Regions from separate parts of the Capsicum annuum genome. Here region 1 is linked to region 2. A link is a contact called in public Hi-C data. All regions are on one chromosome and are shown on one strand. Each heading gives the region's core, a stretch centred on a gene start, on an enhancer-like site or on the middle of the called end of the contact. The rest is flanking DNA. Distances are from core to core; before and after follow the strand shown. Region 1 holds the start of LOC107848224. Region 2 holds the start of LOC107847871.

Region 1 (5,426 bases), core at 2,178-4,677, 200 kb after region 2:
TTAGATGCTCCATGGTTTTAGTGTGGGATTTGGGCTAGAAATTTATTATCTAAGCTATTCTTGTTTCCATAAATCATTATACAATATTTGATTGGCTAATTACTTTGCGTTAATTATTTCATGCATTTGGAGTTGCATATGTTTTTATCTCAATGTTTATAGGTATTGTGAATGTATGGGAAATTGGTTCTCCCAACAAGTAGTATTAGCAGGAACCAAGGAACCAATCACGCCTAGGGGTTACTTTGGGATGTGACATACAATATTTTTGATTTGCCTTGGAAATCTAATTGGAAACAATCTCCTTCCAAAGTGATCTCTTTCACTTGGCTGGTGGCTAGAAAAGCATTTTTGACACATGAAAACTTATAGGAAAGGGTAATCTAATTGACTTACAGGTGGTTTTTTCTGCCAGGAAGAGGCAAGAAAGTAAGAAACAACAGTCATTTATTTCTTTACTGCAAGGTTACTGAAATATTATGGTAGTTGTTTCTGTCTTTGGTGAGGACAAATGGGTAATGACACAGGTAGTAACAGGCAGAAGAAGCGTCAGAAGGTTATCCAGCCAGCATATGGTGGACTATGGGGAAATAAAGCAATGCTAGGTTCTTTGAAAACATTACGTGCTCTATACAGAATATCAAGACAAAGTGTCTTTTGTCTCTTTCTTTCTGGTGCAAAGAAAAGCTAAGACATAGATTTTTTGGTGTAAAGAAATATGTAGACGATGCAAAAGAATATTTTGAATCGTTGTAAGATGAGCTTCTTAGTGCCGATTAATAAATATCAAGACAAGAAGTCGTTATTTCTTGTCTTTTTCCAAGCAATATAGTACAATTTTCCAGACAGATTATATTAGACATTTGATTAACATGGGAGGTCACAGTTGCAGGAAGAATAAAGATAAAGAGACAACAATAAGGAACAGTATTCAAAAATGCGACCGCATCATCGCATGCGATGCGGACTCCCAGCGAGTCGCATCTTTGATGCGGTGCAATATGAGAATTGCGGGTGCATCAAGCCCTGTTGCGTGATGCGATGCGGATGGCAATGCGGATGGCGATGCGAGCGCATTATGGATTTTTTATTTTTTTGCAATTTTTAAATTTAAAAAAGGGCTGGAAGTGAATTTTTTTTATGGGTAATTTTTAAATTTTAAAAAAGGAGTCAGAAGTTTAAGAGAAGATCGAAATAGAAAAATTGATACTCAAGGAATAGAAGAATTGGACAATCTTAATGAACTAGAAGAGCTTTAGATTGAACCATTATTAATTTAGATTTGATTTTTCTTCTTTTTTTTGGGTTTGTTTTTCTTTGAACTGATTTGTTGGTGTTTCATTAGAACTTTTGCTTAAATATATTGTCTTTATTGTTGATTATATAGTTGTTGTGGTCTTTTCAGTTATAACTTACTATTTGAATGCTCTATAGGTATTTTTTTAAAATTAAATTGTGCATCACTTCAATGATGCGGTTGCAGCGCATCACGCATCGCATAATGCGTGATGTAGAGCCTTGTTGCTTTTTTCTGCATCACGCTTCACTGAACACTGATAAGGAATGTATAGTGCAACTATTGCATAGATGTATCTCAAGCAAATGGCAAACAAAAAGCAAATTTAAGGTTCCTTTTCCTTTTCTAGGCGGATGTTTTTCGGTGGTGGCAGGAACTGTGGAAAAGCTAGGGAGGTCAATTTTTTGTTTGGAGCAAGGCACGGGGAACCAAAAGGAAAAAAAAATGATGCAAAGGAAACATATACATTCATTGGTGCTTTTTATGTAGAGAAACATCTCATTATCCACTCAAAGTTAAACTCAAATAGTAAGAGTGACTCGAAAGAGATCCTTAAAAATTGTGGTGTCTTATGCTAAATCTATTTCAACTATGATGGGTCAATCCTAAAAATTTGGAAAGGTCCAGAAGATTTGGAGACAAGCGGTAGGAGATGTAGAAGCAACAGAGCTTGCAACAAGCAGTGACCACATGGAAAGAGAAATTTCTGAACACATACAGAATCCCTCAATAAATTGCAAATCATTTTGCTGCTTTAGTCTACTTTTGGAGTACATATGACACCCCACTTGTAAGGATCAAGAAGATGAAATTCTACTTAGGTTTTGATGTATTTGCCTCTTGCTAAAGGAAGCCCGTCTGTAGTCAATTTTTTTTCTGAAGGAATCCCGTTTGTAGTCAATAATGAACCATTTACTTGTCACGAAATGAATGGGAACACAAAAAGGAAATATCACAATACAAGGTCAGCTGATCATCAAGTGGTTAATGTATGTTCATTTGATCCAAAAACTTGTAGGAAGCCACTCTGCCAGCCATGGCAGCAAACTAATCCTATTACATTTACCCAAAAAGGAAAAAAGAATCCCTAAAACAATTTGGACATCTTAAGAAGAAAGGTTGCACAAATAAGATGCAACGGAATTATGGTAATATTACATTCAAAGACAAAGGGTACTTTATATTCATCAAGCAACAAACAAACAACAATAACAACAATATACCCAGTGTAATGCCACCTAGTGGGGTCTGGGGAGGGTAAGATGTACGCAGTCCATACCACCACCTCCGAAGAAGCAGAGAGGTTGTTTCCGATAGACCCTCGGCTCAAGACAAAAGGATAGTAGATACACTCGTAATAAACATGAGACAAGATGAAATAAACGAAAATACGGCACCTACAAAGCAGTACTATAAACTAAAAACCGCAAGCCCCCCCCCCCCCCCCCCTCCCAAAAGAAAAACCCTCCTAACTAGAGACTCCACCCTATGTGCAAAGTTATACAACTACTAGCAAGATTACCCCAAGGCACAAGTACCTGCAGGCTACGACTCACCCACACGCACTAACCTTCTACCCTAATTCGGCTGTCAAAAATGGCACATAATTTGTGAGAAGCTATATAACAAGCAAGGAAAAAGAACTATAAATAGAAAAAACAATTAGACGGGTAGAGGAATCGCACAAAATGTAATGAAGTGAATACGTAACAACCAGAAACCAAAATGCAAACATTTTGCACAGCTAAAGAACCAATCTGACTTAAAATAGAACTACAGGAGTCTATGACATCCAACTAATAAAAGAAATTTGGATCACTAACCATCATTACTATAACAATCACGAATCATCGCATTATATATCGGGAACCACCTTCATTATTCACCAACACAATTAGCTATCAATCGCCCCCAATCCCAAAAAAGAACACAGAGAGCGAAAAGAGAAAGTGTACCACTGTGCCGCTGCTTTTCCGTCGCTGTGCCGCTACTTTAGTCGGTGAGGTCGCCGAGAATTCCGTTGGTGAGGTCGTCGAGAGCCGTGTGAGAGTTGTTTGTAATTGGAAGGGAAAATCGTTGGTGCTAGGGTGATTGGAAGGGAAAAGGGGCAAGTAAGACGGCTAGCCGGGTCGGGTCAAATTATTGGGCTGAATTGGGTATTATAAATTTTTGGGGAAAATCGATCACAAGTGGTCCGTTTAAAATTTTAAAAAACAAAATTATTCGAAAAATGATCATTTGTGATTGATTTTCATTAAAAATTGAAAACGTATTTCACATACACTCAGATGAATTATAGATTAGTTTATCTTATATTATTATACCTTCAACGGTATATTATTACCTCGATCGATCAATCGTATGATATCATCGTATTTAATATATAACTGAATACATTATTTAGTTACCTTTAATTTTTACTACGTACTACGTACATCACACTACACATGATATACATATATATAAATGTAGGTTTTGGACTATGTCCTACGTACATCACTACATAATATATACTATATATACCTATACACACACACTCTATCAATTATATGGTTCTAAATACGTACTATATACATCACATAGACGAGTATATAATTGACAGTATATTATAACTTCAAAGTATAGTATATTATACATTGATCGTTTCAAATCAAGGTATTCAATATACGTTCAGTTAGCTTTGACTTTTTGCAATACATGAGAAATACATGCATATATATATATATATATATATATATAGTGCACATACACACACATACACTACTATCAACTATCAGGTTCTAAATACGTACTATATATATCACATATACATGAGTATGTAATTACCCCATATACAACGTGTATACACACACATATATATATATATATTCTGATGAAGTAACGGATTATGTATATATTTTACTTCGATTGTATAGTATTAATACTGCGATCGTATGATATTAACATACTATTCAATATGTTTAGATACATTCAGTTACTTTTTCATTACTCCCTACATCGATCACTGCATCATATATATGTGTGTGTGTTACATACACATATATATATTAACTTTTGAATACGTACTATATACATCATATGCATGAGTATATAAACTTATAATACAATGTATTCATTATACTCTATGATGAATTATCTGTTAAGTTTCTTACAGTTTTTGTAACCTCAAAAGCAAATTATTATCTTGATCGTATGATATCAACATATTCAATATACTGTATACATTTAGGTAGCTTCTGAATATTACGTACATACGTATACGACACAAGATACACTCGTGTATATATATATGTGTGTATGTATATATATATATTTAGAGAGAGGGAGAGAAAGAGAGAGAGTTTTAAATATAGTTTTTTATTTACTAATTTTAAATATTAATGAATACCTCGATCGTATGATATGTATTACTTAACATATTATTTAATACGTTTAGATAGATTCACCTAGTTTTTGAATACTATACACTATTCATCGATCGATACATGATATATATATATATATATATATATAACAAAAAAATTGAAATATATATAGCTATAAATATTTTGATCAGTTAAAAAATTTGTAGCAAAAATATTTTTAAAAGGGACGAATTGCCCAAGTTGAATACTGTATCAGTATTGTTTATAGATTGTATCAGTATTGTATATAGACTGTATTAGTATAGTATATGGACTGTATATGGACTGCGTAGGCCAAAATGACCAAATTAGGAAAAGGCTATAAAGCGAAAATAATATATCCGACTGACCACTTTTTGAAAAGTTTTCAAACTTGGGCTATTTGTTTTAAAAAGTGCTACAGAGTGTCCTTTTTTCCTTATTTTTACGTATAATTTTTTTACTAAATTTAAGTTTAATTGATTTTTTTAATTATTATATAGGTTACCGACTACTTGTTGTCAGTGTAATTAAAAAAAAATACATATTAAAAATATATTTAATTTTCAATATAATAATTGAAATACATTTTTTAATCAAAAAGCGACCACAAGTGGTTGTTTTTGCATAGTGTTTCATTTTATATTTTTAATGAAAGCAACCATAAAAAGTCACTTTTTTAAAATTATTTTTAATTTTTAAAATAAAAACGATCACAAGTGGGCGGTTTTTATAAATAATTTTAT
Region 2 (5,168 bases), core at 2,504-5,003:
GTCCATTTTCTTTGTTGTTGCAGCTTAAAGAATATATTGATGATACAGAGGATCTGATCAATATAAAACTTGTAAGACTTGCAAGCGGACACTATCTTTTGTGTTCTCTTATTTCTTGATATCTTTTGATTCAGCGAGTTCATGAATCTCACACGAGTTTTTGTTATTATGTCACAGGGCAATGTCCAGAATCAGCTAATACAATTTGAGTTGCTTCTGACAGCGGCTACTTTTGTTGCAACAATATTTGCTATGGTGACTGCAGTATTTGGAATGAACTTGAAAACCACAGTTTTTAACGATCCGGATGGGTTTAACTGGACACTTATCATCACTGGGAGCTTTTGTTTGGTCTTATACATTGCTTTCATGATTTACTTTAAGCATAAGAAACTTTTTCCACTGTAAACAAATCTTAGCATCTATGACGAAGATGGAATGGAAATCGCCACAATCATTTGATTCTTCATTACCTCATCTTGTTTTAGAGCCCCTTTATGCATTAACCTGACTGGACTGAATTTTTGTTTGCCTTTTATCTGAGCTACTATCCACCTTATCTACATTAGATTCGGAAAAGCAGATTAAGCAGAGATGAAGTTCTCTCCATATGTACACGCCTTTCTCATTGACTTTGTCATGACTTGGACCAGAGATCTGTGTTCTGTGTCGAAAATGATGTATCTAGTTGAAACTTGAACCCATGGCACAAAGGCAATATCATGTTAAGTAAAACAGAATGACCTCTCCTCAATGTCTATTGATCTATACAAAGTTCTTCGTCTTTACATGTACACTGCACATTTTGTCTCTATACCAAAAAAGAGTAGTAAGATGATACAGCTGTAACATATAATTGAAGACAACATAATATAGATGAGAACAGTTTCCCATCATATTTGGTCTATCAATGAAATAAAACGTTGGAGCAGTGGAAATGTTGTTCCCATGTGACTTGTCGCTTACGGGTTTGAGCCATGGATTCTGTCTTTAATAATTGCATCAAGGTAGACTGTATAGCTTATGGGTTTGAGCCATGGATTCTGTCTTTAATAATTGCATCAAGGTAGGCTGCATACATTCGTGCACCAGGCTGCCCCTTTTTTCATTTGAGCTATCAATCAACCCTCTATCATAAGGAGGAACGCTTGTATCAATGTCGATAGCATTTTCACTTCCATGCATGGTCCTCATGGTCTCTTCATTAGCCTCATGATACCAATATGGACTTTGTAAATATGCAGAGGACTCTATTTCGCTCGACGCAAAGTTCTTTTGAGAGAGTTTATGTTGTGTTTCCAGTGAACAAGCTCTATTTTGGCTATGAAGAAGGGCTGTTTCGAGCTCCTTAATTCGCGCTTCTAGCCTGGATTCTATTAACTCGTGCAGGCGCGAACTTAGCTCCCTGGGGGAAACAGGATACTTGTCAAGTTCAGAATGAACACCCCTAGTTCCACTAGTATCCGTATCTGATTCTGATGAACCCAGGCACTGCACATTGAAGCAATCTAGTTTTAAGTCTCCTTGAGCCACATCTACTTCATCTTCTGGATCTAGCTACACAATTGAAACTCATGAATCAGAGATCTACCTAGCTATTTCACAGAAGTAAACTAAAGAGATTTTAAGTGTTGGTAACAAGTGAACAGCAGAAGTCTCCAAATTTCGTTAACATGGACACCACATAAAGTATAAAGTCTATCTGACTTTGGTCACAGGTTTGAGCCCCGTGCCATGCGTGCAGATGCAAGGGTCCATTATCCACGAGTTTCGAAGGCTGCATTTGGTTCTAAGAGCTTGCGCTAGATGAATTTTTCAGTCATACAAAAAGAGTTATGACGACAAACTATATGAATCTACAAGTTTGAATAGGATTCAACCAACCAGTCAACTACGCTTTAATAGATGAACTATATGAATCCTTTATATATTTGTCACGCTTGAAGGATCACAGACTAGGACCTACTATGCACAAAGGTGGAGCACATTTAGCAGCTAAGTGCACGGATTACAATAATGACAATTGACAGTTACGCCTCAATCTCAAGCAAGTTGGATTTGGAATCGGCTATATAAATTCTTACTGTTCATGTCGAGTTTCATTTGAGCTCGTCTCAGTCAAAGTCTAATAAAATGATATTTTCCAAAAATAGGAATAAGTAGAAGTGCAGCTAAATGCAAGCTTACCTCAACAAAATCAGATATTCTTTCAAAAGTTGAAACCTTCATGTTCATTTCCAACCTTTCCAATTCAGCTTCAAGTTCAGCCTCAATTTCGCTCATCGACTCGTGATTCTCTGCTGCCATATGATTTGTGCTCTCACTGGTTTGTCTTGTTGGCTCATCAACAGATAACATAGAAGGGCTACATAGATTTGGATTTTCATAATCATCATTAGCAATCTCTCTCACATTGAGCTCCTCTTCTAACTCTTGTACTAAATTCTTGGTCCATTTTAACTTCTCATTCACCTTTTCTATCTCTCTTCTGTTTGCAATAACAGCAGACATCATGCCACTAACAATCCCTATGTATAATAGAGCCATTCCATTTTCTAGCCCTGCTTGCATCAAGCCAAAGTAGAAACAGAAGCAAAACATCAGTAAATCATAGTCAAAAATCTTGAAGGTAACTAAATTGCTTTATGTTTTGGCCTATGTTGCTCGAACTCTCCAAATGATAACTACAGGTAACCTATCCACCAAAAAACGCGGAAACAATAACCTAGATACGACAACATGACACAAACACAGATAATATAAAATTTTTCTACTCTGTCAGCAATCAGTATATATACGTTAAACCCATATAATGTAACCTGTTGAACTGAATGGTACACCAGAATCTTTGTTCTTGGTACTTGTATGAATATCTTTTTCATCGCTAGAGCAATCTGACGAATCAAGATTAAGCTGTCTGAATCTGAAAACCCCTTCATCGGAAACATCTTTTTTAGCTCTTCTTCGAGCTAACATATGAAATGGACAAAATTTTTCGCGTAGTTGGTGCAACAAATTCTTGTTATGATCTGAATATTGTTCATCTGTTGAAATTTTAGAAAATTGATTTTCCTTTTCCTCTGATGAACTTTGCAAATATTGTGCTACATAACCTGCACCTGCAGCTGCTACAACAACCCAAAACTCCATATTCTATATGAGTTCGGCCGAACCAGTAACTTTAGTTCAAGACCTGTATTTGTGTTGACTAAAACTATAAAATATAGGTATGAAAATTACACTAAGAACTCGGTTAATAACAGCTAATATCGCTATCCTGGCACGCAAAAACTCATACACAAATATGACAAATTCCAAATAATGCTATTCATGGAATACTAGCTATAAACTCTTAACACCAAAAACAAAAAACCTTCTCGAGATTTCTTTCCATCAGCCTAAGCCTCGGTAGATAGATTTAGCCGATACACGTACGAGGTAGCAAGGTACACCTTAAAATAGTTGAAGAGTGTACAAGCTGATCCGATCATCACCATTATGTTCAACATTGGATTGTGGATGATCTTAAAACAAATTGGAAGAGGAAAAAAAGTATTAATAATTAAGTAGTTCTTTAATGATAAGGAACAGGTGGAAACTATGATGGTAACATTGTCCCTTGTGAAAATCCACAAAGACTATTAGGATAATGTCATAGAGTTAGATATACTAGATTAATAAACTTTATGACTTGTAAAAGATTTTTTTTTTTTTTTTTCACAAATGTGATCCTTCTATCGATCTTTGCAAGCAAATAACAATTACTAGGATATACATCGATAATATATAAATATTTTTCACACAATTATTATATTTTAATTACATGTAATACAAATTAGTTATTATTTTTATCAGATTACAAGTTTAATGTTTATAGTAGATGCTTACTTACAATTGTCTTATAACTATTTTATAAATATCCATTGCTTAAAAAAAAAAAATTGATTTAAGGGGTGTAATGTAGACAGTCTAACCTGATTTAGTATTAATGACCGATTCCACAATTCGAATTTATAACTTATAGATCACACAGAGACAACTTTATCATGGCTACAAGCCTCCCCTACTTCAAACAGAACTATGTATTCTTATAAATTATATATATTATTAGCTATATTTCTTAATATTAGAGAGAGAAAAATATAGGTGGAATAATGTATGGTCATCACAGATATAGTCATCATGACCACGTATATAATTTGTTTTCGAAAGTGAAAGCTGGACCAGAAGAAATAAATAGAATAGCCACTATTAGGAAATGTCGTTGTTATGTGATCAAAAAGTCACAAATTTTAGTCGTGAAAATAACAATTTGCGAAAATATAAGGTTAGACTACAAACAATAAATCCTTTGAGGTTTGATTCATTTCTGAATTTCATAAATAAAAGAAACTTTAGTGCATCAAATTAATTTTTTTATTTGTACGTAACAAAGAGTAAATTAAGTGGACTTTAATTTTCCAACCCAATGGCTACTATAATGAAGTCCAAATATTTTTATAACCCAAAAATATAAAAAAGTGAGGCCATAAATGAATTACGTGCTATTTGAAAAATAAGACCACAATAATATATAGTGCATGTTAACAAACCCCATGGCCCATCAAATGTGGGATGACTCTATTTAATTCTTGCGATAGCTGAAGAAACATCTATAAATAAAATATCGTATTTATATAATTGCTAACCACTTAAATTTTACGATCCATTTTAAATTTAAAAAGCTAGATAATAATATCTCGATTTCAAACCTGTTTAACCAAAGGCCACAAGAATATAAGATCACAATGATAGTGGACCTTAACTCCATGGCCCTATCAAATATGTAAAAAATTGAAACTATAAAATCACATCCAATAAACCATTGGAGGAACTTTAAAATGAGTTTGAACTAAAGTCTTTCTATATTAGTAAAATCCACCTTGATAGATATAAATATCAATAAAATTGGAATATTAGTTTTTAAAACCATCCAAAAATCAAATATTGTATCTTCAACACGAAGATATACAACCACAACAAAATTATATAATTTAAGCCTACAACAACACTAACTTTAGTTGCCACCACATCTTTTATCCCTCCTCATGTAGTTCTACTGCTGAATAACCTTCTCCTCGGTGTCCAATGAAAAGTTTGCTCTCTTGCTGCGACCTGAAAATCAAATA

Evidence for each region. Hi-C and Micro-C count contacts between places; a contact is called where the count stands out from the background.
Region 1: a contact with region 2 is called in a Hi-C map of pericarp, with 2.2 times the contacts expected there. The contact joins the promoter of LOC107848224 here to the promoter of LOC107847871 in region 2. A contact is called at or near these places in 4 of 5 Hi-C or Micro-C datasets (bud, leaf, pericarp and 1 more).

What each region holds. Positions count from the first base shown.
Region 1 is chr11:13,731,141-13,736,566 of UCD10Xv1.1, forward strand. LOC107848224 reads right to left here and starts at 3,428. Exons shown (of 2, transcript XM_016692931.2): 1 at 3,253-3,428.
Region 2 is chr11:13,534,799-13,539,966 of UCD10Xv1.1, forward strand. It overlaps LOC107847871, which reads right to left and starts at 3,754. Exons shown (of 3, transcript XM_016692436.2): 1 at 2,820-3,754; 2 at 2,188-2,561; 3 at 726-1,557. The coding sequence starts at 3,150. The coding sequence ends at 1,003. LOC107847872 (magnesium transporter MRS2-5) reads left to right here. Exons shown (of 7, transcript XM_016692438.2): 6 at 24-71; 7 at 178-469. The coding sequence ends at 408. It also overlaps the pseudogene LOC107846716.